2 separate regions of the Drosophila melanogaster genome follow, and region 2 is linked to region 1. A link is a contact called in public targeted proximity ligation data. All regions are on one chromosome and are shown on one strand. The core of a region is the stretch at or near the end of the contact, and the rest is flanking DNA. Distances in the headings are between cores, read along the strand shown.

The links.
Region 2: a targeted proximity ligation map of the Kc167 cell line shows a contact between it and region 1, with 6 times the contacts expected there. A contact is called at or near these places in 8 of 107 Hi-C or Micro-C datasets (the Kc167 cell line, the S2 cell line, embryo and 2 more) and 2 of 7 datasets of targeted methods (both in the Kc167 cell line).

Annotation. Positions count from the first base shown.
Region 1 is chr2L:16,813,180-16,819,399 of dm6, forward strand. mdy (midway) reads left to right here and starts at 3,481. Exons shown (of 10, transcript NM_165195.3): 1 at 3,481-3,860. The region is part of intron 1 of CG13280; the gene reads right to left. CG13272 reads left to right here. Exons shown (of 3, transcript NM_001273589.1): 3 at 285-2,890. The coding sequence ends at 2,614.
Region 2 is chr2L:17,380,091-17,386,310 of dm6, forward strand. Lrch (Leucine-rich-repeats and calponin homology domain protein) reads right to left here and starts at 4,025. Exons shown (of 7, transcript NM_165212.2): 1 at 3,380-4,025. The coding sequence starts at 3,692. CLIP-190 (Cytoplasmic linker protein 190) reads left to right here and starts at 4,610. Exons shown (of 17, transcript NM_165213.5): 1 at 4,610-4,749; 2 at 5,354-5,405; 3 at 5,471-5,805. The coding sequence starts at 5,541.

The sequences.
Region 1 (6,220 bases), core at 2,231-4,730:
TATCCAATACCAATTCTATCATCGCGATGCATGAAAATGCTAACAAAATAAATTCCTCTGGCTCCCCTCGCTATGAGCAACCAGGATGCCATCTTGGCCAAGTGACGGGACAAAAACATTTGTTAACACTTTAACGAGTTTGGCCATGGCCAATAACTCCGGGCTCTACGCTGAATCTCTAGCTTGAATGCCTACCGGCCAATTGGGGGGCAATTAAAGTTGCACTTGTAAAAGTAAATTGATATGGTGCTCAATCATCTACCCCTGCGTCTTCTCTTTCACAGCTCCACGACTGGACCCGAACAACAACAACGAGTGGCGTCCTCTTGGCCACGGGGATCCACTGCAAAAGGATCCCACCTACGACTACAGTCCGCCGGCCTTGGATCGAGTACGCTACTGGGCGGAGAACAACAGCACTGGTCAAAGTAATCCAGAGGCCAGGAAAAAGGAACTACCACCAGAGGTTCTTCGCAATAAAACGAAAAGTGAGGTACTGCTCCTTGGAGTGGCAAGTGATCGCGTTAGGGTACCCCACTCCCATTCGTATCCACCAGTTGGTGGCTTAGGCCATTATCAGCAGCACCACCAGCAGCAGCAACAGCAGCAGCACCAGCAACAAGCTAAATATGCGGCCATCCGGAGGAGCTACTATGCTCCCACCCAGCAACAACATAACCCACAAATGCCACAGCATACACATGCCCAGCAGCACATGCCGCCTACCCATTTGATGCCACCACCCATGATGATGATGAAATCAAGTGGTTCGTCCGTTCCTCCCATGGAATACAGGCACAGTATGATGGCCACGGGAGCGCCCACCTCTTACATGAGCCTCAACCATATGAGCTCTCCAACTACCAAACAAGCGATGACTTCCTCAGTGATTTACCATCAGCCACCAGCGATGAGCCACCACACCTCATTATCTTCTTCAACGCCTTGGATGACCAGTAGGCCACCATATCGTTTATCGTACTCAGATCCCCATCTGCAGGAATCCGTGCATACATACAGCTTTTCAAGGCCCCATCACCAGCAAACGATGATCTACTCGCCCAACTCTCTCCCAGGACATCAAAATGGATCAAAGACGGGTCTTAGGAAGCCGTGGCTCCATGAGCTACTCCAAAAAGAGGTGGTGGTAACGTCGAAGCCCAAGGTTAAGCCCACAATGCCAGCCACAAAATATTTGATGGGAACAACCAAGCCACATCAGCCACAACCATCTGTTGGCTTTGGCATGAGCTCCACCCGCCCTCCATTTACCTATGCACCCGTGACATTTGTGCCTGGTCCACCTACCATAGCCGTTCCGACTGTGGCCACTAGAAAAGAACCACAACCGGAAATCTATATCACACCCACGCCCCAAACAAGTAGCTCTGGTTTTAGACCCATGACGATGAGCAGCACTACCACCGTGGGAACCACTCAATCGACCATAACTACTCCTTTGTCCATTTATCAGCGAGCCAGCACAACCACCAGTAATCGTTTACTGATCCCCCAGACGAGCAATCTAGCGCAGAGACCCACAGTGGCTCCTGCTCCCAGTGAACCCACCACAGACTCTCTTTTCTCGCACTACAAGCAACCACCGAAACCGCTACTAGGACCCATGTACCTCATCATCGAGGGTCATTCGAAAGTGAAGACCTACGGTCAAAATGAATTGGATCCACATAGTCCGAAGATAGTGCCGGTTATCTCCAAGAGGGAACCAGTAGTTAGGATAGCCGATCCTAATGAGAAGAGGGGAACTGTGGAGTCCTATCAGGTAAAACATTTGCACACCAAAACAACACCAATGACAACGACAACCACGACTAATAAGCCCACTACCATGAAACCTACGACGACAAGGGCGCCTGAAAAAACTCCTATATATAGCACCACCACTAAGGCTCCAGTAGTAAGCACTAGCACTACAACCGTTGCCACCGCTACGAAAACCACAACTTCAACAACCACTAAAGTGCCCATAATCAGCACCACCCCTTTAATTCCACCACAACCCACTCCAGAAAAGCCAAGCGGTGTAAACGATCTGCTTAGTCTACTGGACAATATGTTTGCCGATGCCCAAAAGATGGGCTCATCCACTGATTTACCTTTGGTAGCAAGTTCTACTACCAGCACTGTGCTGAGGCCAGTTAGCACCAAGTTGTTGCCGCAGCAACCGGAACCTAGGATATCCAGTAAAGGGGCGGGCATAGAGAGTCTCCTTAAAGATGACACCCATGAAGATGACGAAGCTGGCGAAGGTCTGGGGTCAACGATTTCCACTGAAACACCACCTCGGGCAACACGTCAGGTATTTGACTATGATCAATTGCCTGAGTCACGGATTAAAGACGGGGTCACCACCAGTGATGATATTATGGAATACAATGATGAAGATGAGGAGGAGGGCATTGAGGATGATAATGAAACGGTTACTGAAAATGATGAGGATGAGGAGGAGGAGGAGGAGGCTGAAGAGCCAAACAATTTACTCAAACGAATCGATCAATTTGTGGATGATGTGGATGATGGGGAAGACGACTTGGAGGATCTTATCGAGGGTCTGGAGGAGGACGAGATCGACGAGAGGCGACAGCAGCATTAGCCCAAAACAAGCATTTTTCTTGAACTGCGCTCTATACCAAATCTATCAGAAACTTTTTCTCACGCCTAATACGTTCTTGTACATAAGTCAGCTTTAATTGAATCTGTATTTATTTGTTGTTAGTTGTTAGGCCCTGCTGGCGTCACAATGTGACTGCGTTCTATACCCAATGTAATTCGAGCAAAGAGTTTTCGTTGTGTAATTAAGCATTAAATTATTGAAATTTTTCTACGTTTTTTAGTTGTTAAGTGTGAAAATAAAAAAAAAACCAAAACGAAATACGATATACGATATACGAAAATAAAATACAATAGAGCCATCTATTGGGGAGATCAGTCGATTGCGCCACCTTGTGCGCGACAAGCGGGACCTGCACTAGAGAGTCTTTGTCTTTCTACACAAATATTAAAAAAGGGGTAAGTTAAAATACTGATGGATAATCCAAACATATTATCTCATTGAAAAGTATGTCTATACCCTTAATGCTCACTGGAAATAATTATACATTAATGAATAACACAGTCGTTTTTCTTTTCTATGAATAATAATAATTTTGCGTTTCAAATGTACCGCCAAATTTCCTTCCAGTAAATATCGATCGTTCACTGTTCGATACCGATAGCCAAAGTTTATCAGACAGTGCTGACATGTTAGCGGAAAATATGTAAGCAAAATTCAAATTGTTTCTGAGTATTCATTAATACAATATTATTACTTATTACTGTCTTTAGGATGAAAACTATTGACGATTGTAGCTCTTACTGTTTTATCATGAAAAAATCGTGAAAAAATCATTTTCCCGCTCAACTCCGGACATCACTGATGTCGAGCCTATTGCTTTGTTTATTTCCAGTTGTATTTTCCAAGCGTCAGTTGAGAACTCGTCGTTGAAGCGTGCGGTTTACGGTAAAAAGAGGCCGCTTCCAGTACGTGAAAATAAGTCTGCTCTTGTTGAAAGAAACAACAAAAACTTGCCAATTGGATTAAATTGTGTGCAAGGTGTGCTAAACTGAGTAGACAAATAATATATTATTAACTAGGTACAAACAATACAAGGCACACAAAGTTCCCAGAGTTCAAGTAAAAAATTAAACGATCAGTGTGATATTTTTTTGTGTGTTTGTTTACGCTTCTTCGGCGATCTTCGTTCTCTGTCTAACTCTCGCTTTTGTTTGAAGTTTTCGATGGCGGAGTAATGAACTTGAGCGAATAAGAAGAAGATCTGCAAGTGCAGTTGTTCCAATCGGTAATGTGTTTCTGGCACCCACTGAAAAGAAAACAAAAACAACAAGTGGCAAACACGTGCAGTGTGATTTGGTGACTCAAAGCCCATTAAAGCGGCTAAATTTTATGAGAACAGCAGCTAAGCAGATAAAAAACAAGATATACCTAACAACAAATCGTATATAGACGAATACGGAGGCTTTATTTTTGCATACCATATAGCCATCATAAATTAGTGAAACTATCTCCGCCTTCCCTTGAATTGAATGAGCGTTGATAATGTCTATATAACTAAATGTGTGAATGCGTGTGCATATATTTGACCAATGGCTGTATAACCTTGATCCGGGCATTGCGTCGCAAACTAAAAAAAAAAAAACAAAAAAAAAAACATTTCCGAAATGTGGCGGCGTCGTCTCCATCAAACAGAAAAAGCCAAACAGTAAAAACCAAACAAACTTCTATGCCAAAAAACCGGTTTATGCTGAAAACCCAAACAGAGAGCACTTCTGACCGGAGATAAAATGACCCAGCAAAAGAGAGAGCTTGTGTCTGGTTGGGAAAACAAATTCCATTCCACTTAGAAATTATCAGTGGCACGGCAAATGTCAGAATCCGGCTGATAAGAGCATTGTTGTTTCATTCTGATTAGAGGAAGCCGGCGAAATTTTTGTGTATTTTTCCTCTCGATAATTTGTAGGCTACAGTGAAGCTTGTCATGGTTAACTTCACATTACATTAAACTTAACATGGTGTCTTTAAAAATGCGGTTTATGTTTGAAATCAATTATAAATATTTCATTCTCCAAAGTTAGATTGATTCCAGCAAAAACGCCTCATAGAATTTCGACTCTAGCTGGTATGCATCCGTTTTACATGGTAAGGGGCAAGAAAATTGTGATTAGGGTGGCCCAGCCAGACATGTCTACCCTGGCAACATGATAACGTGGGTATTATGCAATCTCCGAGTTTATGAACCGCAGCTTGAGCAGCTTGATAACCTTTATCAATCGATGTTCCATTGGGCGGCGTTCGCCACTCAAGTTGATGAATCTACTTGAGTTACTGACCTACTTTTATCATCGCTATGGAAAGTTCTTCCTTATAAAGCCGCAACCGGTTCCGACAGTAATTATCCGTCCTACATGGACAACTAAAATGTTTGGAATATTTTCACCATTTTAAGTTCGCCCTAGGGCAGAGCACAAAATAAAGATCAACAGTGCTCAATAAATAGACGAAACTTTTCCAAGATCCATTATCATTCTGCTGCAGTTACCGCTGTACCGCCCCCACCTTCGATTGTTTAAATATAAACCGAAAGTTCAACAAACTAATCGTCAAACCGCAGAGAGCATTCAATTCAGGTTCGGTTTCCACATGCGGGTTGTATATGTGTGTTCTTACATATCTATTCAAACAGCAGAGGTCACAATTGTAGCGCATTTATAAATATATAACTCAAATGAAGCTAGACGTTGAAATATACATTTTTAATAAGAACCCACAATGAGTCGACTTTGCTTTCTTCTTTTACCTTGCACTTCAAAATATCTCTACAGTTCTATCCTGATTAACTTATTTGCACGGATTTATAATATGTATATTAATGGGTGCATATAATGCAATCTCTCTTTGAATGCTTCATGTACATCTCGGACTGCCTCGGTCCTCGATGCCTGTAAATTACTCATCATTCGGTTGATGGGCCATAACGAGCTCCGACTTGAAGTTCTGAATGACGTTGCGTCACGGTGACTCGACTGAAATCGTACTGAACTCCCCATGAACGAACATATGAGATTGGAGTATATGTCTTTGTTGCACTTGGATCAGTTCAACGCACTGAATAATTATGTAAAACTTTGTGTTTTCCGCCAGTGGAATACTAAATACACGCTGCGAGACAAAAATTGCTAAAATTCTTCATCTGTCCTTTTTTCAAAACCATAAATTATTTCAATCCTGAACTCGAATCGTATACATTACAACTTTCAAAAGCCATTACTGAAAAGGTTGGCATCCACGATCACTTAAATTGATTTTTCGGTTCATTAGCGATAAGCAGCGATAGTGATCGAACTTTGATGTCAAATAAACAAGGTATCAACAAACTACTCGCATAAAACAATTAGGTAAAAATGGTTGCCTTCGTAACATGACGTAGATTTTGTTACCTAAGATATCTTTTCAACAGATAACACACACAAATTTCGTCATTAATTTTAGTTGCATACATATATGTAGGTATTTCACTGATTTATAAATATTAAATAATTGCTGAGACAACAATTTCCTAATCGTATCTTGCTACTCGTTGTTTAACAAAAACAAGTTACGTGAACGCAAATCTATAACTTGAATCGCATTTGTATTCAAAAA
Region 2 (6,220 bases), core at 2,775-5,274, 570 kb after region 1:
TATACGCGTCGGATACACACGACAAAAGCATTTCCCCTCGCTCTATAAGTTTGCTGTTGTTTTGTTTGCCGGTACTTTGACTTCCCCAAACAGAAAAGATTTCTTGTTCTCGGTCACTTGGCAGACGTTTTGTTCAGTCTGGAAAAAAGAGTATTGTGACTAAAAGAAAATGCAATCCAAGTGTATACTAAAAAAGCTTATGAACCCCTGCTTGCTATTAATGATATGAATTATTGTTTTGACGTAAAATATGAACCTCTCAATTTCGTAACAGTTACCAGGCTGCAATTACAGTTTTGTTATTAAATAAATAAATATTATTAAAAATTCAAACTTTGCCAGAGCTTAATATTGTTTATCGGTATTTTTAAACAAATCGAAGCTAAATGGACAAGTAAGGAAACGAAACTGCTTTTTTATAGTATGACACTGTGGATCCACTTAGTAACGATGGACACCAGGGGATTCCTTTTTTTGTGACAAATTGATCCAAAAGATTCTAAACGGCCTTTTTATGGCTATAAAATATCCAAGGGAGCGCCACTGTTAAACCGCTCAGTAACGAAGGACACCAGACGATCATTGCTGCTACATTTCCATACATATATATATATTTATTTTGAGTGAGTTTGTTATATTCTGAAACAGTTTTCGCTAAACTCCCTGTTTATGGCTATAAAAAGTCCAAGTGGGCAGCACCTTTGTCAGCTGCTGATTCCTAAGCCGGCGCCAACTTTGCGGTCTGCGCAGCTGCTGTTGCTGCTGCGAGTTGAAGTTGCTGCTGCATGTTGCTGCCGCTGCTGCTGCTGTTGCTACCTTCTTGCATTTGCTTGGGCTTCTCTTCTCACAATTTCTGCTGAGGCCAGCTGCAATTTTGTACCCGTTTTGCGCTTTTTCCTTCTCGATGCAATTACTTTAAACAATTTCCTGCTGTTGATTTTTCGCTTCACTCGATTGACTCTTTCTTGTGCCGTCCTTTGTCTAGGTTTTTGTTTATGGTTCTGTTTGATTTGCGTGACACGCGTGTTAATTAAACGCCCCAAAGGAATGCACAAAAGTGTGGCTACCTCCCACCCACACCGCAACAACAAATGATTTTAGGAAATGCTGACAGGCGCCTGCCCATTCCCCTTAATTTCATGCCATTTCGGGGGTTGCAAATGGCATGCGTGCAAATAAAGAAAAAAGAAAAATGGTCGGTGTATACACCCCCCCCCCCTCCCACATTTTTTCTGTTTCAGTTTCTTTGACTTTCTTTTGCTTTAGAATCATCGATTTCTTGGAAACTCGAAACCCTTGTGGTTGCAAGCCATTAAGGCTAAGAGCCGTTGCCACCTCTTAAAGTCCACCGCCCCCACTTGCGAAAACCCTTCGCCGAGGGTGGCTTCATTGTTCTCGAAGAGGCAATTTGTAGAGGTTCTTCGCTAGGGTGTATTTACAAATATTTTCCCCAAAGATTAACCCCTAACGAGAGGTTCAGCGTATCTCAATATTCCCCCTGTTTTCTATTTTCCACATGTCCATTCACACCAAAAATCCAGCATTTTAATTAGTAATTAGTCACGCCTTCGCAGTCGATGACTCAATTGCTGGTGAGAAAACGCATGAAACTTATTCGAAAATGAACGAAAAACCGGAAGCTCGTTGGCTCTCCATGTGGGGAAGGGTTTTCCAAAGAAGAAGGGATCGTTTCCCCATTTCGAACAAATAGCGCGTGGCCATAAGTCACGGATTGTCACAGCTTAATTCGAAAATCAAGTCACGTAGGCGGAAAACGGGGAGCGGAGTGGATTGGAAGGAAATTAAAAATATGTTTCCTAGGTTAGGGGGAGATTAAGTTTTATCTCTTTAAACACTTCTAGTATCCTAAATTTAATTGAAACCTTCCGAAATTTGTTACGTACTCTTTTCAATATCGAAGTGCATTGTTCAATTCAGTTTCATTAATTAGTCAATTTATGTTTGCTTTATAAAAATGTAATTTTAATTGAATTAATGGTAGACAAACTGAGAATTTTGTTTATTTTTGTTGCTCTTCAATTCCGGTATTATCCATCATCCAAGGCACTGGCTAAGTGGAATTTTTATTGAATTCTTTCCCTATTCTTTTACCAAATTAGTTTTCAATTTATGACACAATTTATTTTTATCTCTCTTCCACGGCAATTAATCTTCGCAGTCCAAAAATAAAAAGTTTCCTTCTATTCCAGACATTTCCACCGAAAATACATCAAAATACAGTGCGTCCTCTGAAAGGTGACATTCCACGTTCATAATAAGTCTTAAAATTAATAATAACATCTCATAGTTGGAATTTACTTTGTGTAAGTAATTAAAAGAAATAAACTAAAATAATTTTGTAGTTTATAATCTGTCTCGTTTCAATGAACATAATCTTCGATCTGTGAAGTATTGTTAGATGGAAAATTGCCATATCTCGCTTTTTCAGCGATTAGAATGACAACTAACCTTATCTACGTATCCTTTCGCCTTTCAGAGCGTTTACTGTATGTGTATACAACAAACACAAGTGAAAATCGATGAGAGACATGTCCCGTTGTGAGAACATCTGTTCGAGGGTAGCAGCAGCTGTGAGAGGGGGCGGGGTCCTGCGAGAGGGCGGTGAATTTTCTGGGTGGGTATTTCCCATTTACTATTTCTCCGCTGGTGCATATTTTTTGGTCCTAACAAAAACGAAAGTTGGTTGAACTTCGACAAAATTTTCGTGCCGGCTGCGGCGAAAATAAAAATAAATAAGGATAACACGAATAGTGCAAAGTGGCGAAGAGCGAATAACGGCGGTAATTATTGTCCTTGAGCGCAGTCCGAAAAGGGAGAGAATGGGAGAGCCGCAGAGAGAAAGAGCAGCTGATGGGAGGACAGAAAAGGAGGAAAAGGATGAACCTCCGACGGCTGCTGCAAATTATTGATTTTCAAGCAACAAAAGGAAAATTCGCCACTGCAATGGAGATGGAAAAACTTCGTTAGCTCACCGGCAACAAACCTCCTTTGCTTAAATGCCGCACCCTAAAGGTATACACATACGCCAAACATTTTCGATAAGCAACTAATTTAATTGCTTTATCAGTACTTGTACATATGTAAACTCTACTTTTACTTTTTCTGACGTCAAAAGAAAACTTTATAACTAACAATTTTCTAATCAACTTTAATACCATTTAACTTTGTAATATAAAAATGTATGCTTTTTCCAATAAAATGTTATTAACTTCGTACATTAAGTATTATTAAGAACAGTTTAAACTTTACTTAGGAAGTAATGAAAACCCAATTTTTTCCGGAGCTACGAAACCGGCTTGAAGAACACCTTTTCTTTGTTCTCCCTTACGAATATACACTATACAATAGCGGTACGCACCTGCGATGACAGTGTCGGTAAGTGAGTACTTCGTTCCAGTCCTGGGAAAGTCCTTCAGCTTGCGATTGGTCAGGATCAGTTCGCCGCTGAAGTGCGCTTCTTCCAGGATTCTTTCCAGGGAGCGCGTCAGCTGGGAATGACTAAGCAGGGCAGACGAGGTGGAGGAGGAGGTGTTTCCAGCGTGGCCTATTCCAGATCCCGATCCTGTTCCAGATCCTGGAAGGGAAGCCGACCCGCTGCCGATGGCGCTGCCAGCGGCGCTGCCGACGCCGACTGCGACGCTATGTAGGCGTTGGTAAACCGTTGCTGCCATTTCCCGTGTAGGCGTGGCGACACTTCCACACACTTGCACACACACACGCACGCGCTAAACTATCACACCGATAAGGAAACGGAGTGAAGTGCCGAAAGAAACCGAAACTGGAAACTAAATTTGCTCTATTGAAACGCACGCATCTCGATTATTTTTCATTTAGTGTACGTCTTCTTGGCTCATTGATAAGATTTCTCGGAATTGGATTTTCCTTTTGCGGCTTCCTTCTTGCTTCCTCTTCTTTGCCTCCTCGCACACACGCGCACTCACACACGCACAAGCTCACGCAGCAGACGAGCGACAGTGCACAACGAAAATCGAAAAACAACTGAATCGGTTTATGGGATGCTACTTGGGCAGCGCTGGAAACGTTGCTGTTAGTTTAAAATCGGCGTGCCTTTGAGTACTATCGATAAAATACCACAGTGCGCCGATGATACACTGGCTCCATTTTTATCGCAATTCGAAATGTCAACAATCTTACATTTTATAATGTAATGTAATGTTTGTTTATTCAGAATGATCTACCGTTTAGCATTTGCCCCTTCAAATTTAGGGCATTATTAGATTACTGAGTCGTTATTACACCGAAACATTTCATATAACTACTTAAAGAAAAAATGAACAAATGACCAGGTAACCTGGTATTGGAACCCGGCAATAAACTGGTTGAATATTAAAAAACCATGTTAGACTAAATTATAAATTCGTTAATTTGTCAGTTGTGTGGGCTCAGATCACAAATCTGAATAAGCTCAGCGACGCTTCCATTATTGGTGACATAATTTCATATTTTACATATTTATATTCACGAATAAATATTCGCCAATTTCCTACAGGGTGTTTTTGTATGACCGCATTACTCTAAAAATACCTCGGGAAAATATAGCCGCAACTATCGATTGGCGCGCTGCACTGGAGCTGTGCTACCATCGCTAACTCAGTGCAACAACAAAATTCCAACGCAACGCCAACTAAGTGCAAAAAAAATCTAAAATTTGTGTAAAATTGTAAAATCCCAATCGCGTATATTTCTAAATCGTATTCGCACAGCACAGTATGTAAAGCACTCCAGTTTATTTAAGTACTGTGTGTGTGTGCGGTAAACACACACCAATAAGAGTGCGTTTTCGCGTCCCTTTTCCCACCCTCTTCTAATGGTTCCCTCTTCTATAACTGTGTCAAATCAGCAGCAACAATAAAATATAGAACAGAGCTACAGCGTGCGTGTGTGTGTGTGTGAAATGCACAAATTGATAAGCAATTTGATTCAATTTAATCTTGTTTAAGTCTGATGAATATCAGCGCAAGCAGCCCAACACAAAATTATAAATAAAAAGTTACGAATTTATATAAATAGAATACCCTTGAGTGATTTTGTTAGTCGCATAAAATTAATTCAATACATATTTGTGTTCCGCATTTTTTGAAAATATAACGAAGTTCTGGCCAACGAGAGCAACAACAAAAAGCGGTCTTGTTTGTTTTTCAAGCTCAACGAAAAAAAGAAGAAAAGAAATCTGCTCTCAGTCAGCTGTTTTAAAGCAGCCGCCTAAGTGCGAGTGAGATAGCTGCCTGCGCGCCAAAATAAAGCAACAACAAAAGTGGAACAGTGGTTCAAAACCTAGCTAAAAATAAAAAAAATCCATTTATTTTTGTAGCAAAAATATAAAATAAAAGCAAATTAAGCGAATTATACATATATTTGTTAAGGTAAGTGATCAGCATTCCATTTATTTTACCAAAAATTATTCTTTTGCACTTGTTTTTCCCCCAAGTTTTTTAAATCGTTTACTTTTAATACGCGTGTGTCCTAATAAGTGAAGATTATTAAGAATAAAGTAAAAAATGAGTGATGATACGAGCGCTTCGGGCGGGACAAGTGCCCCTTTTCCATCGCCAGTTACTGCGGACCCGGAACCAGGAGCCACTGCCTCCAAATTACCGGGTCCCATCAGATCCAATATTCCCACGCCCGCTACTTCTGGTACCGGAATCCCGCAGCCCAGCAAAATGAAGGCACCATCTAGTTTTGGATCGACGGGTTCTGTTTCCAAAATCGGAAGACCGTGCTGCAATCACACAACTCCCAAATCCGGTCCACCACCAAGAGGTAAGTCTAATCGCATTGTGCAACAACGCAAACCAGTTAGTATTATTGCTCAAAGCAAATATGTTACTAAGAGCAGTATTTTTGAAAGTAGTTAAAGGTCTTAATTATCCCCTGGGTTTAATTATCATCCATTTTACAAGCTAGAATTTAAAGCAAGATGAAATTAAAACACATCTGAACACCAATGGGAATTCAACCAGAGCCCCTTTGAAAATCTTGTCAGTGCATTGTCACATACATATTAACATCTTAACAAAGAACATTAATTTCACAATTCAAGAAAAGGGGTTTTTACCGATTTCCACTTTTATACGCGAGTTCTTCACTTATAAAACAGTTGGAAGAAGTCTGATAATTGAATTGCTCTCCGGAAAATATCGCAGTAAAATATGTTTCAATAGTATAGCCCACCACT